Regions from separate parts of the Triticum aestivum genome. Here region 1 is linked to region 2. A link is a contact called in public HiCAR-type data. All regions are on one chromosome and are shown on one strand. Each heading gives the region's core, a stretch centred on a gene start, on an enhancer-like site or on the middle of the called end of the contact. The rest is flanking DNA. Distances are from core to core; before and after follow the strand shown. Region 1 holds the start of LOC123112177 (inverted formin-2). Region 2 holds the start of LOC123112174 (probable N-succinyldiaminopimelate aminotransferase DapC).

The links. HiCAR-type assays count read pairs that join an accessible place to other places.
Region 1: a HiCAR-type map of leaf shows a contact between it and region 2, with 5 times the contacts expected there. The contact joins the promoter of LOC123112177 here to the promoter of LOC123112174 in region 2. A contact is called at or near these places in 1 of 5 Hi-C or Micro-C datasets (leaf) and 1 of 1 datasets of contacts at active chromatin or transcription factors (leaf).

The regions. Positions count from the first base shown.
Region 1 is chr5B:415,603,433-415,608,953 of IWGSC CS RefSeq v2.1, forward strand. LOC123112177 (inverted formin-2) reads right to left here and starts at 3,257. Exons shown (of 5, transcript XM_044533108.1): 1 at 2,822-3,257; 2 at 872-981; 3 at 427-798; 4 at 1-330. The coding sequence starts at 3,056.
Region 2 is chr5B:415,365,933-415,371,508 of IWGSC CS RefSeq v2.1, forward strand. It overlaps LOC123112174 (probable N-succinyldiaminopimelate aminotransferase DapC), which reads left to right and starts at 2,994. Exons shown (of 2, transcript XM_044533106.1): 1 at 2,994-3,410. The coding sequence starts at 3,009. LOC123112173 (dipeptidyl aminopeptidase BI) reads right to left here and starts at 2,700. Exons shown (of 11, transcript XM_044533105.1): 1 at 2,047-2,700; 2 at 667-889; 3 at 445-586; 4 at 166-363. The coding sequence starts at 2,584.

The DNA of each region.
Region 1 (5,521 bases), core at 2,007-4,506, 240 kb after region 2:
CGGGACACTCCCAGATGGCGACAAAGATGGTGGTACACTTGTAGAAGGTGATGGAGAGGGGGATGGATATGGAGATGGTGAAGGAGCTGGACTAGGAGACAAATCTGAGATTGAGTGTTGCAGATATGATGACAGCTGAACTCCTTTTACTTTACCAAATACAGAGTGATTAAGCCCAAGGTTCCTCGCGTCAGGTTCTTTGATTAGCTCAGCTAGTTGTTTCAATCTATATGGCAACAGAATACTAGTCCCATCTAACACCGATGCCTCAATAGTTGCTGGGGCTTCAACTGAAGAACCAATTTCATTCCTGAACTGCAAATATATTCTCTGCATATTTATGATAGACAGTGAGCTTAAATCCAAAAAAATGAAGCCAGAAAATCGGTAATAATACCTCATCAAAAGTGGTTAAATCGGTAATACCTCGTAGGACCTCAAGTTCAATCCAAATTCCAATTGATTTTTTAGCTCTGTAAGATTACCCAAGATCTGACCAATGGAGTTGTTCAGCACAAAGTTGAATAGTGGGTCTGTGCTTGTCCATATAGAACCAGATTGCACAGGAACAACAGTAATTCCTCCAGGGAATCCCAACAACTCGATGGAAGATGGATAACCAAAAATTGATGGTGTCAAGGATAGGTTCAGCTGCTTCAGCATCATCCCTATTAAGGATGACCTCAGTACACTAAGGGCCGGCAAACTTATCGAAGCATCTTTTGGATAAGGAAGAACACCAAAAACCACACGCGTGGAGTATTTAGAAGCTAAGGAGTGCATCGAAACAATGGAAACCTGTTTTAAAACATATTTGGATTAACCAATGGTGAAGGCAGAAGAATAAAAGAGAAATAGAAAATTCTGTCACCTTGCTATTAGGTACACCAATCTCTTCAAATATGTCACTCCCTATTCTGTCCATGTGAGCAGCAAGGAATGATACTGGCTTTTCCAACGTGAAACCAACCTGGATTTCAGCTGAACCAGAGAAAAGAGTCCTTCAGTCGATATTCAAATCCACCATTAGGCATCACTATATAGTTCTATAAAGTAGAAAATGCAAATGACATTTTTACACACAAACAAATGAGCAAATAGAAATAGACAAGCTCTAGGAAAATGGTCGCCAAGTGAGCCAAGATGAAGGGACAATGTGGTTTAGCTTTGTTGAGTTTGGCACAGTTCACTAGAAGCAAATAACTAATCTAGTGGTAAAATAGGATTGCTAGTAATGGTTTGAGAGATAACAACCAGTTAACAAAGAATCACTCTGACACTTCCGCAGACGGGGAGTGACTAGGGTATAAAAAGCTACAGGTCAAATACACTTGATAAATGTGCCACGAATACGAGGGACTGGGAGCGTGTTTGGTTCAGGTCCTTGCTGCCGAACGCCTGGCCTGGAGCTTCCCTGGGAGCAGCCTGGTCTTTGTTTGGTTAGATTCATGAAAAATTTAGACCAGTGCATGACCTGGATCGTCCAGGCAGCTGGTTAGACTTCCAGGCGTCCTATTCTGGTAGCCTGGATCATGGAAAGCAGCAGCATGGCGCCAATACAGCACTTTGCAGATGGGTTACAGGCCAGTATGTCAGCATATATATTTTAAGTAAGGGGTTTATATTCTACTTAAGCCCTTAAAATCCAGGGTTGAAAAAACACTAGCATAGGCAGTGTGAGTTCAGTTACAGGTGACAACCCTATTAAATCTTGAAAAATATGACGAGTATGAGAATGTGAGGTTGCTCAAGCCACTTCAAACAGGTCCCAAATATACAAACTATTAAAAATTTATTGTCTGAGCAAAGAACAATAGCCACATTTTACGCTTAAGAATGTGTTCCTCCCTAAACTACAGAGAAAATATACCTTCAATCATTCACTGAACAATTTCTTATCTAATTCATAGGCATGCATAAGTATGGTAGGTATGTCAAGAACATAACACACACCCGAGAACACTTCACACAAACCCTTAAAAGCAAAACACGAGAACACTTGTAATTAATCCATAGCCTAACCAACACAACCATGCAATGCCAGTGATAAATGAAGCCAATGACATGTATGGCAAGCCTCCATTTAAATGAGCATCTTATACAGGCAGGGTAAAGTAAACACAGCAGTCACGTCTGGAATCATCAGTGCACTACCACCAGCTTATGCAGTAGGCAATTCATAAATCCACGACCCCTGTTATCATGACAATTAAGTACTCTGGAAACAAATCACACATCTAACTTTGACAGAAACAAGCCAAGAATTCTACGCCCTGTGTGTTAGGGAACCCATGAAAGAGCAAATCATACAGGTACAGGCTGTATACAAAAGAAAAATACGGGAAACCAAGTGCCATGTCCAAGTGACCTCTAAGGCTCTAACAAGACATTTCCAGGAATACCTTTTGTGTTGCATCAGTCATAACAGTTGCCTTCAAACCCCAGGTCATAACAGCAAAACCTATATGAACTTGTAATTCAAACTAACTGAATCCAGAATCCGAAATTCATTACAAGAAGAGAAGTAGACAACTAATCATTCACCAACCAGAGACAGCCAATTGTCCCAGAGCACCAGGAGACCGAAGTTGAGTAGTAAATCGTGCAAATCCTAGATCCAGGGCGGATGCATCGAAGCATCGAACAGCAGCCCGAGGCGATGAACTCGCAGTCGTCCCATCTAGTCGATCCGCCGTCTAAGGCCTAATTGACCGAGTCATCACTGCACCCACGCGCACGCGCAATAGACCAACTAACCCAACGAATCCCTTTTAGTAACCACGAGGGAGGAGAACTTAAGCGGTGAAGGCGGAGAGCTCACCGGCGAGAACGTCGGGGTCGCTGGAGAGGTAACCCTTGGGGCGGGAGGGCAGGAGGAGGAACAGCGCCGGGACGAGGACCCCGACAGCGAGCGTGAGCACGAAGACGCACCGGAACGAGACGGAGCGGCCGACCGCGCCGGCGAAGCCGCAGCCCCACCCTCCTCCTCCTCCGCCGCCGCCGGCGATCGCGAGGCCTCCCGCGCCGCCGAGCTCGACATCGACGGGCTTCCCCATTCCGAGCGCATCTGACTCCGCCCCCACGACCCCCAGCTCCCCGCCGCCGCCGCAGCCACACGCGGGCGCGCGTGGAGGCCGCCGGCGTCGCCTGGACGACTGGACGCGCCGCGCTTCTACCTCCCGCCGGCGAGACTGTCGGTTAAGTAGGTTTTTTTTTTCCTCCCTCTCTCCACCTCGTCTCCCCTCTTGGATTTATCCCCTTGTTTTGTGCTTGAGGTGGGTGCCAAGTATGCGGATGGATTTTTGGTGGGGAGGTTTCTCTTTTTTTTTTGCTTTGCTCAGTGCCCGAACCATGTGCTATTTTCTTGCCAACATATACATTCGTGTTAGGGTACGATATTTCTTTTTTGAGCTGTGAGTAGGAGTATATTTTATTGCGACCATTTCGTTTGGGCATCGCCGTCAGTGACGCTGCCTAAGAGCATGGTTAATAGTATAGCCAACTGCTGGCTATAAGCCAGTGCCATGTCATCTACTCTCTCCGTTCCTAAATACCTGTCTTTCTAGTCATTTTAACAAGTGACTACATACGAAGCAAAGTGAATGAATCTACACTTCAAAATATGTCTACATACATCCGTATGTAGTAGTCATTTGAAATGTCAAGAAAGAAAAATATTTAGGAACGGAGGGAGTACAACCCATCTTATAGCCAACATGTATAATAGTAGATCAAAAGAGTGTACTACTTTTTCATTATGTGGCCCACCTTTTATTCTCACAAAGTGCCTAGGAGCACGTGCTAGAGCTGGCTCTTCACGAAGAGCCCGCTTACCTTCTCTCTCCTCTTCTCTTTCCTTCAACTAAGCAAAAATATACTAGTTTATTTCATATAATCTGCTGACTCATCTCTATTATACTTGCTCTAACGCTCTGGCTGCGAGGCCAAATCCCACCTTGCTTTCCCGACCAACCGGGCATGTGAGGACATGTGGCGGGCTACCTCACTTGCCATTTCTTTTGCCTCTCGTCATCTTCGTCACAGGTCACTTGTCAGCTGGGACGCACACCTGTGCAGACACCGAGTGCGCTTTTGTTTAGTGACTGCACCGTCTTTGCGTGTTTTGTGCAGCGTCCGTGTCATTAGAGCATGGTCAATAGTATAGTCAGCCGCCGGTTATAAGCCAGTACCATGTCATCTATAGCTCATCTTATAGCCAACATGTATAATAATAGATCAAAAGAGTATACTACTTTTTTATTATGTGACCCACCTTTCATTCTCACAAAGTGCCTAGAAGCACGTGCTAGAGCTGGCTCTTCATGAAGAGCCCGCTTACCTTCTCTCTCCTCTTCTCTTTCCTCCAACTAAGCAAAAATATACTAGTTTATTTCTTATAGCTCGCTGACTCAGCTCTATTGTACTTGCTCTTAGGTGGCCGCGATAGACTGGCTTTGGCTGGCCCCAGTCAGTTGGTTGGGGGGTTCACCAGAGAATTCCTACTCTTGTTTGTATTATTACACGTACCGCGTGATGTGGCGCAATGCATGACAGGTGTAGTAAGCAATAGTATTCCTTCAATTTCATACTTGATTATAGCTATTCGCGATGCATTGTTTAATATTTTTTATACATGCCACAGAAAATGTCCTTTTTCGTGGAAATTTTGTATGCGAACATAAGATGTCCGGATGTAGATGCGGGATTTTTTTCTCGAATTTTTTTAACAGTTTGAAATGTGTATTTTATACATATTTCATAATAGATGTATCCACACCTAGAGCCAAACCGCCACTCTCTGTAAAGATTTTTTAAAAACATTTAGGCCTACTTTGGTTTGCAGAAATATTACAGGATCCCTCGCAAAAAAAGTATTTTAATAAAATTTTCTTTCAACTGCTTTAGTTTGTACGAACGGATTCTCATTTTCCTATCATAGGAATACGTCCTTCACATTTCAAAGAAAAATATATATTGTATTTGTTGGGGAACGCAATAATTTCAAAAAAATTCCTACGATCACGTAAGATCTATCTATGTGATGCATAGCAACGAGAGGGGATAGTGTGTCCACGTACCCTCGTAGACCGAAAGCGGAAGCGTTAAGTAACGCGGTTGATGTAGTCCAACGTCTTCGCGATCCAACCGATCAAGCACCGAACGCACGACACCTCCGCGATCTGCACACGTTCAGCTCGGTGACGTCCCTCGAACTTTAGATTCAGCTGAGGCCAAGGGAGAGTTCCGTCAGCACGACGGCGTCGTGACGGTGATGATGAAGTTACCGGCGCAGGACTTCTCCTAAGCACTACGACGATATGACCGAGGTGAAAAACTGTGAAGAGGGCACCGCACACGGCTAAAGATCAACTTGTGTGTCTATGGGGTGCCCCCTCCCCCCGTATATAAAGGAGGGAGGGAGGAGGAGGCCGGACAAGGGAGGAGGCGCGCCATGGGGGGGGGGGCAATCCTACTCCAAGTAGGAATCAACCCCCCGTTTCCTATTCCAACAAGGAGAAGG
Region 2 (5,576 bases), core at 1,744-4,243:
TCGTGACAGCTGGGCTTATGGTGCATTTGCCTAAAATATATTAGAAAGTGCAACTGCTATTTCCGAAGGATTCATTTCATAATTTGTGAAGATAATGCATGCATATCTAGAGAACAGGTGCACTCGGACAACTTTGACATGACATAGTAGATGTATAGCACAAACCTTCCAACTCTTTGGCCCAGGAGATTCCACATCACACTGCATTAGGTAATGCGAATTAACACAGACACCTTCTCTTGCAGCATCTGTGAATAAATACAGGCGTCCATGATGATGCTCCACAATGCAATGAACTTGGGATTCACCTTCCCATACCAGTGTCATTCTGGACAAGGGGTCAGAAGCCCTTATTAAATATACCTGCAAAAGGATAATCTTCCATGAGTAACAAACAGGGGACCAACTATGAATAATACAGATAAGGTGTATGAAAGGCAGAACCTTTGAGTGCGTGTCTGAAAAGACATTTAATGTTATAAACCGAAAATCCTTCGTATGTCTGATATTCAAATAAATATTCTCATCAGGTTCTTCCAATATAAGAATATCATCCTTGTTTGATCCAATAATGCTGCAAAACAGCCTAACCAAAGAAAAACTTCAGTTACGATGCAATACAGCACAGCATAGATGAACCAACACAACAAAAACAAATCCACCAACCTATATGGTCTTCTATCCTCATTTGTAACAATATAAACCAGCGCTTTCCCATCCATAGCCCATGAAATATTTGAGACCCGATCAGCACGAGGTTTATCACATAGTGTGCCCGTCACCAGATCCCTGACCATTAAAGTGAAAGAATCCTTATCTTTGTCATACATGGTGTACGCAATGAAGCGGTGATCTGGAGAAACTTCTGATAGCTCCTCATATGAGTATCCTGCATAATATCGATAGTCTTTAGCTTTTGTAATCTGGATAATCAGAACTAAAAAATGGACTAACTACCTTCGAGCGCCCACTTCAGGACCAAAAGGATTTAGCAAGTGTATTCCTCCAAAGATGTACTCCCTCTGTAAAGAATGTTTAGATCACTAAAGTAGTGGTCCAAATGCTCTTATATTTCTTTACGGAGGGAGTAGTATTTATGTCTGTATTCTCTAGTGTGGAGTTGGAAAAGCGCATAAAGCATAAAAAATGGCAGGATGGGGATGCACCAGAGTATCTTTACTAGTCTTTGATTTGATATTTGGTATAAGTGTAGAATATTTGTACTAATTTAGATCACAAGCCGATACAAGAACAATACAGCAAGATCATAGAATTAAAACAGCAAAAATGAAATAAAAATCAAGTACTATCATGATTGTGGAGAATAATTTAGGACCGCAATATCTGGCAAACGTTCGCTGGGAGGGTTGGCATTTGCGAACGTTTTAGATTGCGAGTTTAGTTGTATGGGTCAGTTTCTTCACAAACGCATGGCAATTTCTGGAAACAAGAGAAATTTTGCAGCAAAAAAGGGCAGGATTTGCCATCTCCTACCAGCTAAAGTTGCCACAAAAAAAGTTTGCTTGCCATCCCCCTCCCAGCTGACGTTTACCAGTTAGCATTGCCAATAATTTATGGCACATCAATGATCAACTGCAGTAGCATTATGCAATTACAACCTAGCAAACTTATTTGGCACTAACTAACAAATGCCCAAACTTCTGGTAATTCTAAGGTAAAACGCGGCAGATGCCTAGATGGTAAAAAGGTACTGTACTAGGTAACAAGGATAGGAGCAAGTCAAGAAAAAAAATTGCCCTGTTAACAAATGCATATACCAATGATAAAATCAAATATAAACAACAGCTACAGCAATTAAACACCAAACCTCACATTTGCTTCACCAGGATATCAAACATCTTAATATATCCAGTCCATAAAACAGAATGTACACAATAATAGCAATGAATTATTAAGAAATATAAATAGCATTGAGCCATTGGCACCGCACTTTGAAAGGTAAAAATAACAATAACTGTGTAACAGAAGCCCTCATGCTCGAGACGACTGGATTCGTAGCAATGCCAAAATTAATCTCGGTGTTACCTCCGAATCGCTCGGCTTCCTTGTTGTAATCCACCAATTTCTGTTCGATGCGCTTCCCAGCGGTGAAGTCGAACCCCGCGGAGGGGTCGCTGTAGGAGACGAACTCCCCATGGAGGGCGGCGGAGCGGCGGCAGAGCACGGGGTACTGCTTGCCCTCGTCCGCTCGGCGGTAGTAGAGCCAGGGGCCCCAGCGGGCGGGCGGCGTGCAGGCGTCGGAGGCGAGGCGGGAGGCCATCTCGAGCTGGAGCTTGCGGGCGAGGCGGTCGGCGCCGGCGGCGGCGAGGCAGGCCTCGGCGTACTTCTCCTCGGCCTCCATGTGGACGTCCATGTGGCGCATGGCGGCGGCGTCGGAGAGCGAGCCCATCCAGGCGTAGCTGTCGTGCCACGTCTCCCCGTGGATGGTGACGGGCTCGGGCTTCTGCGGCGGGCGCGGCGGGTTGGGCGGCGGGGGCGGGAGCGGCGAGGCCCCGGGACTGGCGCGGCGGTGGACGTGGCGGCGGAGGAGGAGGCGGGGGAGCAGGTCGAGATGACGGCGCATGGTCGCCGTCGCCGGTGGTGGTGGAGGCTAGCGAGGTTTTAGGTGGGGTTTTGCCGTTTTGGCTCGCCGGATTTGGGGGAGGCGAATGATTTGGGAAATGGGGACGACCGAAATGGGCTTCTGCTGTTCGGTGCTTTGTCGGGCCGGTAAAGGAGGATGGAACGGCCCAGCAGGCCGTATGGCTCTTCACAGTAACGCACTGTCGAGTGCCTGGTTGTTGGCCCACCACAACGGACGGTCAGCAGAAACCAGTCCAGATTCTTTTTTTTTAGAAACTAACCCGTCCAGATTCAATGGCACGCGACAACGCTGGAGCCACAAAGCTCACTCGCCGACGAGGGCCCCGGCCTCGAATCACATACGGCGGCATCTCCGGTCCCAAAACGAGTAGGAGTAATGACCAAACCGAAAGCAGTTTCCCACAATGACGGGCGGGCCAGCGACGCACCCGGGCCCACCCGTCATCCACCCTAACCCGCGCACGCCCCCACCTGGCAGTCTCGTCTCGCCAAAAGGCGCCGCACAGCGGGTGGCGGCGCGACGCACGCACGCACGGCTCCTCCTGTCCTGCTCACTCGACCGGCTCGGCAGCCTCATGAATCTGGCCGCCCTCACCTCCACGGCCGTCCCTCCCCATGCCCATGGGCTCATGCCATTAAACCTCGCCTCCGCCTCCTCCTCCTCGCTCCGTCGCTCCCTCTTCGCCTCCCTCCGGAAGAAGATCTCCCCGATGGCATCCGCCCCCGCCTCCGCCTCCGCGGCCCTCTCCACCGCCGCCCCCGCCGACAACGGCGCCGCCAAGCCCGCGGAGCAGCGGCCCGTTCAGGTCCGTGCGCGTCGCCCTCCCTTTTTCTTCCTGCCGCCTCGCTAGGTGTCAGCCCGCGGCTCTGTGTGGCTACTCACGGCCGGGAATCAAAATTAGCTTACCTCTGAACTCTGAAGCGTATTGCCAGTGTCCTATCTATCGAACTACTGTTGCTGCAGAGTGGACTGGAGATCAGATGATTCTGATATTAGGTTTTGAGCTGGCCTTTTGCTTCGGTTTGGCAGCTCCTGCCGTGAATAACCATGTGAACTGAGTTTAGGAGTAGCTCCAGTGTAGGACTTATTTTGTCACATGCAAGCTGCATTGCTGGAAAAGCAAAGTAATCTTGGGGCTAGTTACAACTTCAGCTTGGTGTGCCACCACGTTTGCTGTTGTGAATGGTGTGCTTACCTGTATGCAGAAGGGAAACATTTGTTGAACCCATTTAACTAGGAAAGGGGAAACCTAACTGCCGGACAGTATTCAGTGCAATTTTAGCTTCTTTATACTGGTGCGGTTGTAGACCTGAGCCATATGAAGTTAGTTTAGTTATTTGTGTAGCATGTTGCTAAGAAGCATATAGCAAGCTAGTGCAAGAACGTTCGCAGCTTTTGCAGTGCAGAAAGTAACCACTGAGGTTTTCTTCCAGAATTGAAGAACGTCAGAAGGGGGATAAAAATAACTGTTTGAGAGAAAAGGATCGATATCTTAATATACCTGTTGACTCTATTGGCCATGTTTTTCACGGGATGATATAAACTTGTAATGGAATCCCTTGTCGTGCAATTATTCAAGTAGAGAAGTGACAGCATATACCATCCCAAAATATTTTTCAGTTTTCCACAGCTATGAGCCAATGACCCATGTAAAGAACGGGTTGTACATTATCATATTGTAAAAACAAAATTTATATGTGTATGTGCCACCCTACGGACTACACTATTACTTTCTTTTCATTTTTTAATTACGTCCATTTTGTCCTTACATAAATCGTACATGGCCTAAAATGCTCCAGATAGCCCAAAAATAGTGAGCCAAGCCAATAGTTTAGGGGGGAAATCAGACTTCTATTTTGGCATGATTGCAGTTTCCCATGCCATTAGTCAAAAGAACTACTGTAATGAGTTTTAGGCAGATAGGAAGAGGTTTTGCTAGCACAATCTGAATTTTTACAACTTATGATGCAGAACCTAGCCACTTGGGGTTTCTTCCGGAAATTATATACATCAGAAAGGGAACAAAACAAATTTAGGAGAAAGGAACAAAATCTTAGCATACATGTAGGTTTTTTTGGTCATTTATTATTGGATATTATTAACTTATAAGAAAAGTGGCAGACCATCCAAAATATCACAAATTCCCATCTTGCTGGTCAGTCCCATTATTACTCATCAACTACTACTTCCATGCTTGTTCTGACCATATCTGTCTAGTTCCTATCAAATTCGTGCCTACGAATGTGAAGTGAAATACACACTTCTCCCATGAGGAAATTGAAAATACACATTTGTGTGAAAACCATATTAGAAGATAGAAATGTTGAGTTCCGATCAAATTCGTGCAGCACGAAAGGGAAATTACAATACTCCCTCTTTTCCATAATGTAGTGCATGTAGATTTTTTTTTGAAGTCAAACCTCACAAACTTTGACCAAGTTCGTGGAGAAAAATATGTACATCTAGAATGCCAAACATATATCATCTAGTATTGTAGATATAAATAGTTTTCTCTATCAACTTGATCAAACTTTGCAAAGTCTGACTTTTCAAAAAAAAAAAATTTACACACAATTGCAGATTTTGACAGTTTGTGGCCAGTTTTCCTTACTAACTGGTCAATCCTCTTCTTCTATATGAAAAGGCAGAGCTCCTGCTGGTTGCTCGATTTTATTTTATTTTGCAGAGTTTGGAGCAGTTTGATCATTTTGATATCTCTCTTTTTATTATGTATGTGTGCGGAGTCAGGGTACTCCAAAATAGATGACAGAAGACAGGTCGGACAGAAAAATGTTAGCCAAACTGTTCCTTAGAGCCTTGGATTTTGCCAAGGCATGACCGCTTGTAATGTCGAATCAACGGTCAAACCTGTAAAATCTGTCCAATTTACAAACATATTATGTGTACAACACGATGCATAACTTTCATGCTTGGTAAAATATTGTTAAAGTTCAACTGGCATGAACCAGAT